Linked DNA regions of Oryzias latipes: region 2 is linked to region 1. The links are chromatin contacts, called in public Hi-C maps. All regions are on one chromosome and are shown on one strand. Each heading gives the region's core, a stretch centred on a gene start, on an enhancer-like site or on the middle of the called end of the contact. The rest is flanking DNA. Distances are from core to core; before and after follow the strand shown. Region 1 holds the start of mfsd3 (major facilitator superfamily domain-containing protein 3). Region 2 holds the start of LOC101159200 (transient receptor potential cation channel subfamily M member 6).

What was found. A called contact is a pair of places that touch in the nucleus more often than the background predicts.
Region 2: a contact with region 1 is called in a Hi-C map of embryo, with 3 times the contacts expected there. The contact joins the promoter of LOC101159200 here to the promoter of mfsd3 in region 1. A contact is called at or near these places in 5 of 5 Hi-C or Micro-C datasets (embryo, fibroblasts and gastrula embryo).

Annotation. Positions count from the first base shown.
Region 1 is chr9:18,467,009-18,470,930 of ASM223467v1, reverse strand. It overlaps mfsd3 (major facilitator superfamily domain-containing protein 3), which reads right to left and starts at 1,889. Exons shown (of 6, transcript XM_023958587.1): 1 at 1,708-1,889; 2 at 414-1,224. The coding sequence starts at 1,113. anxa1 (annexin A1) reads right to left here. Exons shown (of 12, transcript NM_001104825.1): 12 at 3,389-3,811. The coding sequence ends at 3,752.
Region 2 is chr9:18,609,761-18,613,682 of ASM223467v1, reverse strand. It overlaps LOC101159200 (transient receptor potential cation channel subfamily M member 6), which reads left to right and starts at 2,012. Exons shown (of 41, transcript XM_023958588.1): 1 at 2,012-2,319. The coding sequence starts at 2,260. It overlaps LOC101156019, which reads left to right and starts at 622. Exons shown (of 2, transcript XM_004072514.3): 1 at 622-1,134; 2 at 1,412-1,894. The coding sequence starts at 757. The coding sequence ends at 1,582. carnmt1 (carnosine N-methyltransferase) reads left to right here. Exons shown (of 8, transcript XM_004072695.4): 8 at 1-233.

The sequences.
Region 1 (3,922 bases), core at 640-3,139:
TAGTCAGAACATCTAAAGTTCTATTTTTAATTTAAACGTGTTTCTTGGACATTGTATATTTGAGGACTTCTGTCATCGTAACGAGCAATCACTTTTTACTACATCTAAAACCTATCCAATGCTGGGACTTTAAAGTGCACATTTTTGAAAATAATTTTAGTTTCATTTAAAAATGATTTTACCTGTTATATGTATAAAACACACAGCTGCTTTTTTTTGCATTTGTAAAACTTTAACTGAAAAAACAAATAAGATGACAAAAGAACAGCTAAAGACCTAAAGAAAAGTAGTCACGCCTTTATTGTAAAAAGTTAATAAAAATTGCATAAACAATGCACCTAGTACTCAAAAGTTTATTTTTAATCGCAATCTCAAAAGTGTGTGAAAGGTTTGTGCGTATGGTTTGGACCTACCTAGTTTGTAGGTGAGCACATACAGGACTGTCCACGGTGTCCCAGGAACCGCCAGCAGTTTCCTCCAAATCCTCCATGGCCTCAAGGCTTCACCTCCTTGCCCTCCTCTCTTGGTGCCATCCGCCTGCTGGCCCCGAACCGTCTCATGGTCCAGAACTGGGGTCCCCCACACAAACAGGGCCATCCCTGAGTATACAAACGTCAGCAGCACAAACATCCAGCTCCATCCAGCCACATCGATCACAGCCAGTAGTCCGCCTCCTGCGAACACTGACCCAGCTTTATAGCCTACAACTTGCGCTGTATTACCCAACCCCAACTCCCCACGTCCTTTCAGCAGCCCCACAGCAGCTCCGTCTACAGCAATGTCCTGAACAGACGCTAGGGTGTTCATTGCCAAAAGGGTTCCAGCTACCCCCCAGATATGTGCCTCTGGGGCCAGAGCAGCACTGCTGAGGCATGTCAGAGCAAGGCCACACACCGTCGCCACCACCCACCGACGCTTGGTGCCGACCCGGTCCACCAAAGGGGCCCACAGTACCTTGAGTACCCAAGGAAAGTAGAGGATCTTGGTGAACCCTATGCGGGTAAGGGAGTGACCAGCTCCACGCAGATAGAGAGGAAGCAGAGAGGACTGGAGACCATAGGGGATGCCCTGGACGAAATACAGCAGTCCAAGGAAGACCAGTTTGTCATTCATGATCTAGATCCAGAAAAGGTTGACTTAAGCAGCCACTGGGAGGTTCCATGGGTCAGGTCGCTGGCATTATTATGGACTGAAAAAGGAAATTGAAGATACAGATGGGCTGACCTGAAATACAAAAAGAAATAAAAAAGGTAAAGACGTTTTATTTTGTGGCGCCAACTTTGATCCTGGGGTTATGCAGTACTGAGAGGCTAGAATGTGACAGCTGATTCAGGGGAGCAGCCTTAAAAGGTTGGGTTCTCGCTGCAGTTTTTACTGCTTCACCAGCTCAGTTACGACCAAGCACCTCCTCTACTTCTGGCGACCGACAGGCCGGCGTACAGACACCCTTCACGGGCTCAGTAATAACACAATTTAAGGTATTTCTCAAAGAGAGTTAACATTTCAAACACGACTTTCTTCATTTTGGTTTGCAGGTAACGATTGACAGAGTCAGGGTTACATAGCGGGTTAGCTCAGACTCGTGCTAAGTGGAGTTAATAACTAGCTAAACACGTTTACTCAGTACGTCGTTCATGACATGTGTTGTCGCAGAAGTGAATTATGTTGCTATAGGTTTTAACCCGGTGTCAAACATAAAACACGTACAGAGGAGGACGTTACTTCGGTCAGCTTTAGCTCACAGCACCGGGTCCTTCGCTTGTTTACAGATTGGGGCTGTATGAGAGTTGAAGTTGCCAGGTTCTGTGACAGCAATCCCTCCTTTGAGAGGAATAAACCGGGGGAGCTCTCGTGAAACCCTTTTTTCTTCTTCCTTAAAAAAAATTAAAGCAGCTGCTTGAATCTGGGACAACAGCGCCATCTTCTGTAGTAAACGAATAGTTACCCATTTCTTTTGTTTTTTATTTATTAAAGTTTATTTCTAACATCTAAATGATAACGTTTAGTCAACATGATAGTAATAACAATAATAGTAATAATCATAATAATATAAACACAAATGAAAATGGAAAGGGAGGAGGCAGACGCTTGGCTTATTAAAGCCTGCCCCTTAAAAAATAATTCAAGAAGAAGAATCAAATAAAATTAAATCTATGGACACATTTTCAGCATACCAACACTGTGTAATTATAGTTTAACAGTCATAGTCATGTTTATTGTTTTAAAGACCCACTCCATTAAAAAAATTGAGTTTTTCTGTTTAGCATGTTCTTGTGGCAGTTTACTGATGATGGAAAACAAGTCTCAAGAACATTAAGTTCAATATTGTATTTCTGAGTATTTCTTTATTTAAATTGTTGTAAATCAGGAGAAGACAAAAAATAAAAAATAAATTATATAATCTTTATAAAAAAATGTTTTTTTTGTATGATTTTTTTTTTGTATTTGTGACAGAAAATATGCTGGGCGGGCCACAAGCTCCGTGCTTTGCGCCTATCTGAGATGCATCCACCTGTAGGCGACTAGATCCATGTAGGTCTTTGTTTACCTTGTCTGAGCTGACACCTGGCTCAAAATTGTACCTTCATAGCTCCAACATTGCTCATCATTTTTGTTGCACAGGTAATGTTAGGTAGGGGATGTGAGGGGCAGTAAAGCAGCGGTAGAGTGTGCAAATAGAGAGCTCTCAGCAGTAACGGGGAATGGGACAGGGGCGGGGTTGCTCTGTGCCAATAGTCCCGCCCACAACTCAGAAACAAATTTCTAATCAACTGATGCTACTCTGTATATGTCCTGACAGCAACAGTTATTTTTATTTGTTTGTTTGACAAAAAAAAAAGCAAATTCATAATTAAAGGACCACTGAAATTGCATTAAAAATGAATAATAAGATGATTGGAGTGGGACTTTAAAAACAAATTCTTATGATTATCCTATTTTTCTTAATTTTCAGTTTCCTAATTGAATCCCACACCTCAGAGTTTTGAAAATATATTGTCTTCCGTACCAAATTTAACAAATTGCTTTAAGATCTCTTTAATTTGCCCTTTCAGGATTGCAGTTCATATGACCTAATCTCTAGATTGATATGTGTCTGAAAAAAGAAGACAAATGCTTCACAGATTTTAGTGGATGACGTAAAAATATTTTAAAAAGTCTGATTAAAAAAAAAAGTACCAGCTCTCAGAGGGCATTGTACGAAAAAGTAAGCTGTCATTGTGGTCGCAAAAAATATTTGCAGAGTATTTTTCAAAGTTGTTGCAAGGTGCTGAATGCCATTTCATTTGTGTATCTTTGTAATATTTGCCTATGTGGCACATGAATTGACTTCTAGATATCCCTGTTTTGTGCTGAATGTGTGTAAAAAAACAAGACCTTACAAAATAAGTCATCATTTGAAAAAGCTTTTATTTGCAAATGTCAAAGCTCCTTCAAGGGTAATAACACTGTTTCAAAAACAAATTAGCACGTGATCTGAATGCACCTCCATAAAAACACACATGAAACTGTTTGTGTGTAGCATGGGACAGAGAATCTAGTGATTTCATGTCTATACTGATCCTTTGGTTTAACACTGACTAACTTGCATAGAAAATATGCGGTTTGGCAATCCTAACTCAGTGGTAATCTTTTTACTGATTGCTAAATGTCTAGACAGTCACCAAAAAGCTATCTGCTTGGTATTACATTGGGCACAATGCAGGTCAAGGGACATCACAGGAGATTGTTCTTTGATCCCATTGACGCAAATTTAGTTATCTCCTCCACAGAGAGCCAGGAGGATCTTCTCGTAGTCTCCTTTAGTGTCATCCTATATTCAAAAGAATAAAAATGCTTAGTTTCTTTTTAATTTTCTAAAAGACGAGACTAAAAATACAAAACATAAACTACAAGACTTCTCTCTAAAAGGTATAATGAAAGA
Region 2 (3,922 bases), core at 763-3,262, 140 kb before region 1:
ATGCAGAAAATGATCAGCTTACTTTTTATGTCAAATGGATCTTTAAGGTTGTGGCTGTAAGGTATTCTCTCTTCAACGGGCAACGATTTTGACGAACAGTCCACTCACCAAAGTATGTCTTAAAATGTTGAAAGTACCGTGAGGTTTTGTAAAACTGTGCCATATGTGCTCAGAAAATGGTCAGTCTACCACGCAACACTGAAATGTATTAAATGTCTTTGCCTATTTTTTTATTTGGTTGTGTCCTTAATTTACAAAATTTGTATTTTTGTAATTCAGGAGTTAATTAGTTTTGTCAACCATTTTCTGTTTCTCGACATTCACTGACAGAATATCTTGGTATCATTTAAATGAAGGGGGGTGTCCTATTTATTGAAACATTGAGAATAGCCTAAAGAATAAAAATAATGTTTTGAATAATGCTGTAAAATGGTTGAAATGTGTCCACGTTGCAAAGTATATCTTTTTATTTCGATAATAAGATAAAATTTTCCATTAGCTCCTTAAAACCTTTGCCTGGAACAATTTAAATAAAAAATTCCGAAATAAAACGGATGGTGCCGCAACCGGAAGGGAAAATGTTATGGGAGGGGTTTAAATTGCAGAACTCATATTTGATTGGTTGTATTTTGTGGGTGTGGACGTCACTACCGGTTTATTAGTTTTACCCAGATTAGCCACCACAGGAAAGTGACGCATTTTTTGGTATAGCTGGCTGCTTCAATTGCTCAATAACTTCTATTTAATCTGATTGTGATGGCCAAGAGAAACGCGGAGAGCACGCTGCACGAGCTCTCCCCTAAGAAACACCGTCCTCTATTTCACAGTATTGACATACAGGTGGACAGCATGGCTTCAGTCGGAGGTGTGCCATCCCTCCTAGCATTGTTGGGAAACCGTTGCAGAAAGAGGCCGCACTGCTTTGACGATGAAGAGACCCCAGAGGAAAAAGACACGGGCTTTTGTCTTAGGACTGCAGTCGGCCACCCGAGGAAGCACGTGGCGAATGTTTTGACGGAACCGATCTCTGGAAGTTTCCAGGATCTTCGCAGCTCCTTCGCTTTCACAAACAAGAAACGATCTCGGAAGGATTTCGTTCGGTCGGAAGCAGCAATTTCTCAAGAAAAAAATAAAGTATGATTTTTTTTTTTTACAGCGTGCAGTATTTAAGAGTTTCGTACCATATGGGGATATGATTAGCCTGTTTTGCATTTCTAAGAAAACTACAGTGTAGTGATCGTAATCATCCGCTAGATGTCGCTATTTGCACATTAAATCTGGCTTGTTTTCCCACTAAACTGTCAAGTCATTTCTCCCACCGTCATTTTCCTTAAACTGATTGTTTTTCTGAAGTTGCAAATCATTGGATTCGTTTGCCAATGCTTACTTTGATTATTCTGTTTAATTTCAGGCAGTTGACATCTCGCAGAGTGAAGACTGCACATACAACTCCTTCCACTTTTGGAGAGTCCCCTTACCTGAACTTGACCTTTCCCTGCTGGATGATGGTCCTGGGGCAGATTCCAAGACAAAGGAACACTCAAAAATCAGTGACTCATGTTCAGATGCCATGGAGAGTTGAAGATAAAAAGTTAACCATTCCTAATACATACGTATATCTATTTGACCCATTTTCACAATCGATGGACATGGTGAAGACAGGGTCAGACACCTTAAAACCAAAACACAGAGGCAAGTTTATCCTGCCTGTTAAGTTCTTGGTGTTGCTGACTTAAATGGGAACTTCTTAAGCAGCAGATCATCTACCAGCAGATTTAACAGCTTTGTGTGAGCCACTAAAGCGTTTGATGCTTTGTAGTCAACCTGCTACTAGTGTTATCCAAATGCTGTATCAGTTTTGTTAATAATAAAAAAAGTCTTTGTATTAAACCGTTTTTGAATCCAGTTTCATTTCTGGCCACCAAATTTTCAATTTTGAAAAACAACATAACATTTTCAGGAGCCTTTTTTGTTGTTGTTTTGAGTGAGCGCTATGACACAAACAAAGTGCTAAATGAGCAGGTTCCCGTTCATCACGGGGGTTTTCATTCATCACCTGTGTGTTCAGTGGGTTTCTGTGCCATTAAAAAGGGTAATGAGGTCATAGAACGTCGTTGACCGCTACGGAGGTATAAACAGGTTTTAAGAAGGAGGTCACGAAGTCCTCCAGGCTTCTTGGAAGGCCCGGCGCCCTTTGGACCTGCGGCTGATAAAGGAGCGGCCTGCCGGGCGGAGGAATGATGAAGCGGCGGGGTTTGAATGAGGGTCGACGGTAGACCTCAACACTTCTGCGTGCTCCATCTGAACGATACAAACATGGTAAGTTTGGAAAAAAAAAAGGTGGTGCTGCATACAGATCACTTAGGATTTTTATTTTCAGCTAGTTTTTAGAATGTATCCATTTAAGACAGAAGCAGGGCGATTTATTAACTAATTAGCTAATTGCTAACTTTGATGTTAGCTAAGTTTAGCTGTGGTTTGAAGTTTTAGCCAAAGGTTTATCACCTGGATAAACTTTAGAAGCGAGTTAGCTAGGCAGTACAGCTGAATAATAAAACGAAATATGTCAAATGTATCATATAGTACGGTGGCCGAGAACAGCCATTGCAGCAAAAAAAAAAAAAAAAAAAAAAAAAAAAAAAGCAACTGCAAACAAAAATTAATTTGGTATGCCGAATAAATGTTTGAAGTAAAGTAAAGGCAAAAAAGTATTGGACTGTCTCAGATATGTTGAGGCGAACTGGGTCTGCAAGTAAACATAAAAATGGGAATTATTTCTTGATATTTGTATTAAAATACAAATCTTTAAAAAAAAATAAGCTAAATTAAAAACAACACAAAAACCCTAATTCGGATTAAACCACAAAGAAAAAACGAGTGGTATAATATTCTTAATTAAAATATTGACAATTTAAAATAAACCAATATTTCATTTAATATGACCCCCCCCCCCCCCAAAAAAAAATCTCATTGAATTTATGTTAAATAAATATTTTCACATTTTTTTAAGTCATTTCGGATAAGATTTGCCTTCTTTTTAAATATTTGATATTGTACCTGTACTTTTTAAATCTTTTAAACTTTCAATTCAGTTCATTTATATGTATATATCCCAATAGCAATAGTCATCTCAATAGGCTTCATACTGGTAATTGCAAAGTAAACATTAAATCATAAGGAACATGAAGTCATAGAATTCAAAAGGCAAACTAAACTAAACAGACTAAACTTAACTGGGCATCCCTGCCCTTAAATTTGAAATTGAATTTTAATTTAGAAAAACCTGAAACTAACATAAGTGTTAAGTGACCTTATGAAAATCTAATGCAACGTGTTTATTCAGGATTAAACTATGTCGTGAGGGTTTTTTAGTGAAACTGAACTGAAAATGTGTCGAACACAGTTGAACATTTTCCTTCATTATTATTCTGGATAGCTGCATGTTTGCAGAACACTTTGGTTGTGAATAAATTAATTTAAACATTTACAAAACCATAATAACTCTGGAATGATTAACTTAAAAGTATTTTAACCTTTTAGTTGTTTGTTTATTTTATTCTTAATGTTAAAAGTGGCTGCAATTGTTTTACATGGTTCATATTGATTCTTTCTATATATTTATTTTTGTTAGAGAATCTGTTCCTATTCAGAACCCAGTGAACAAAATGAGCAGCACTTTGTTTAGTATTTACGCTGGCTGACTGTAAGTGGGAGTACACCAACTTTCCAATTATGTGAGCTAATCTCAGGAAGGGGATGTTTGTGTGCTTCCTACCAACTGTGCTTTCCTCTGTGAGGCTATTGTTAAACCTGGCTGAGAAATTGAGCAAAGACTTAACAAAAACAGGGAAGGCATGAGGAAAAAAGAAATCTCCAAAGCTAAATAAGGGGTTGGCTGTTATAGCTCAGGTCCTGTCTGCAT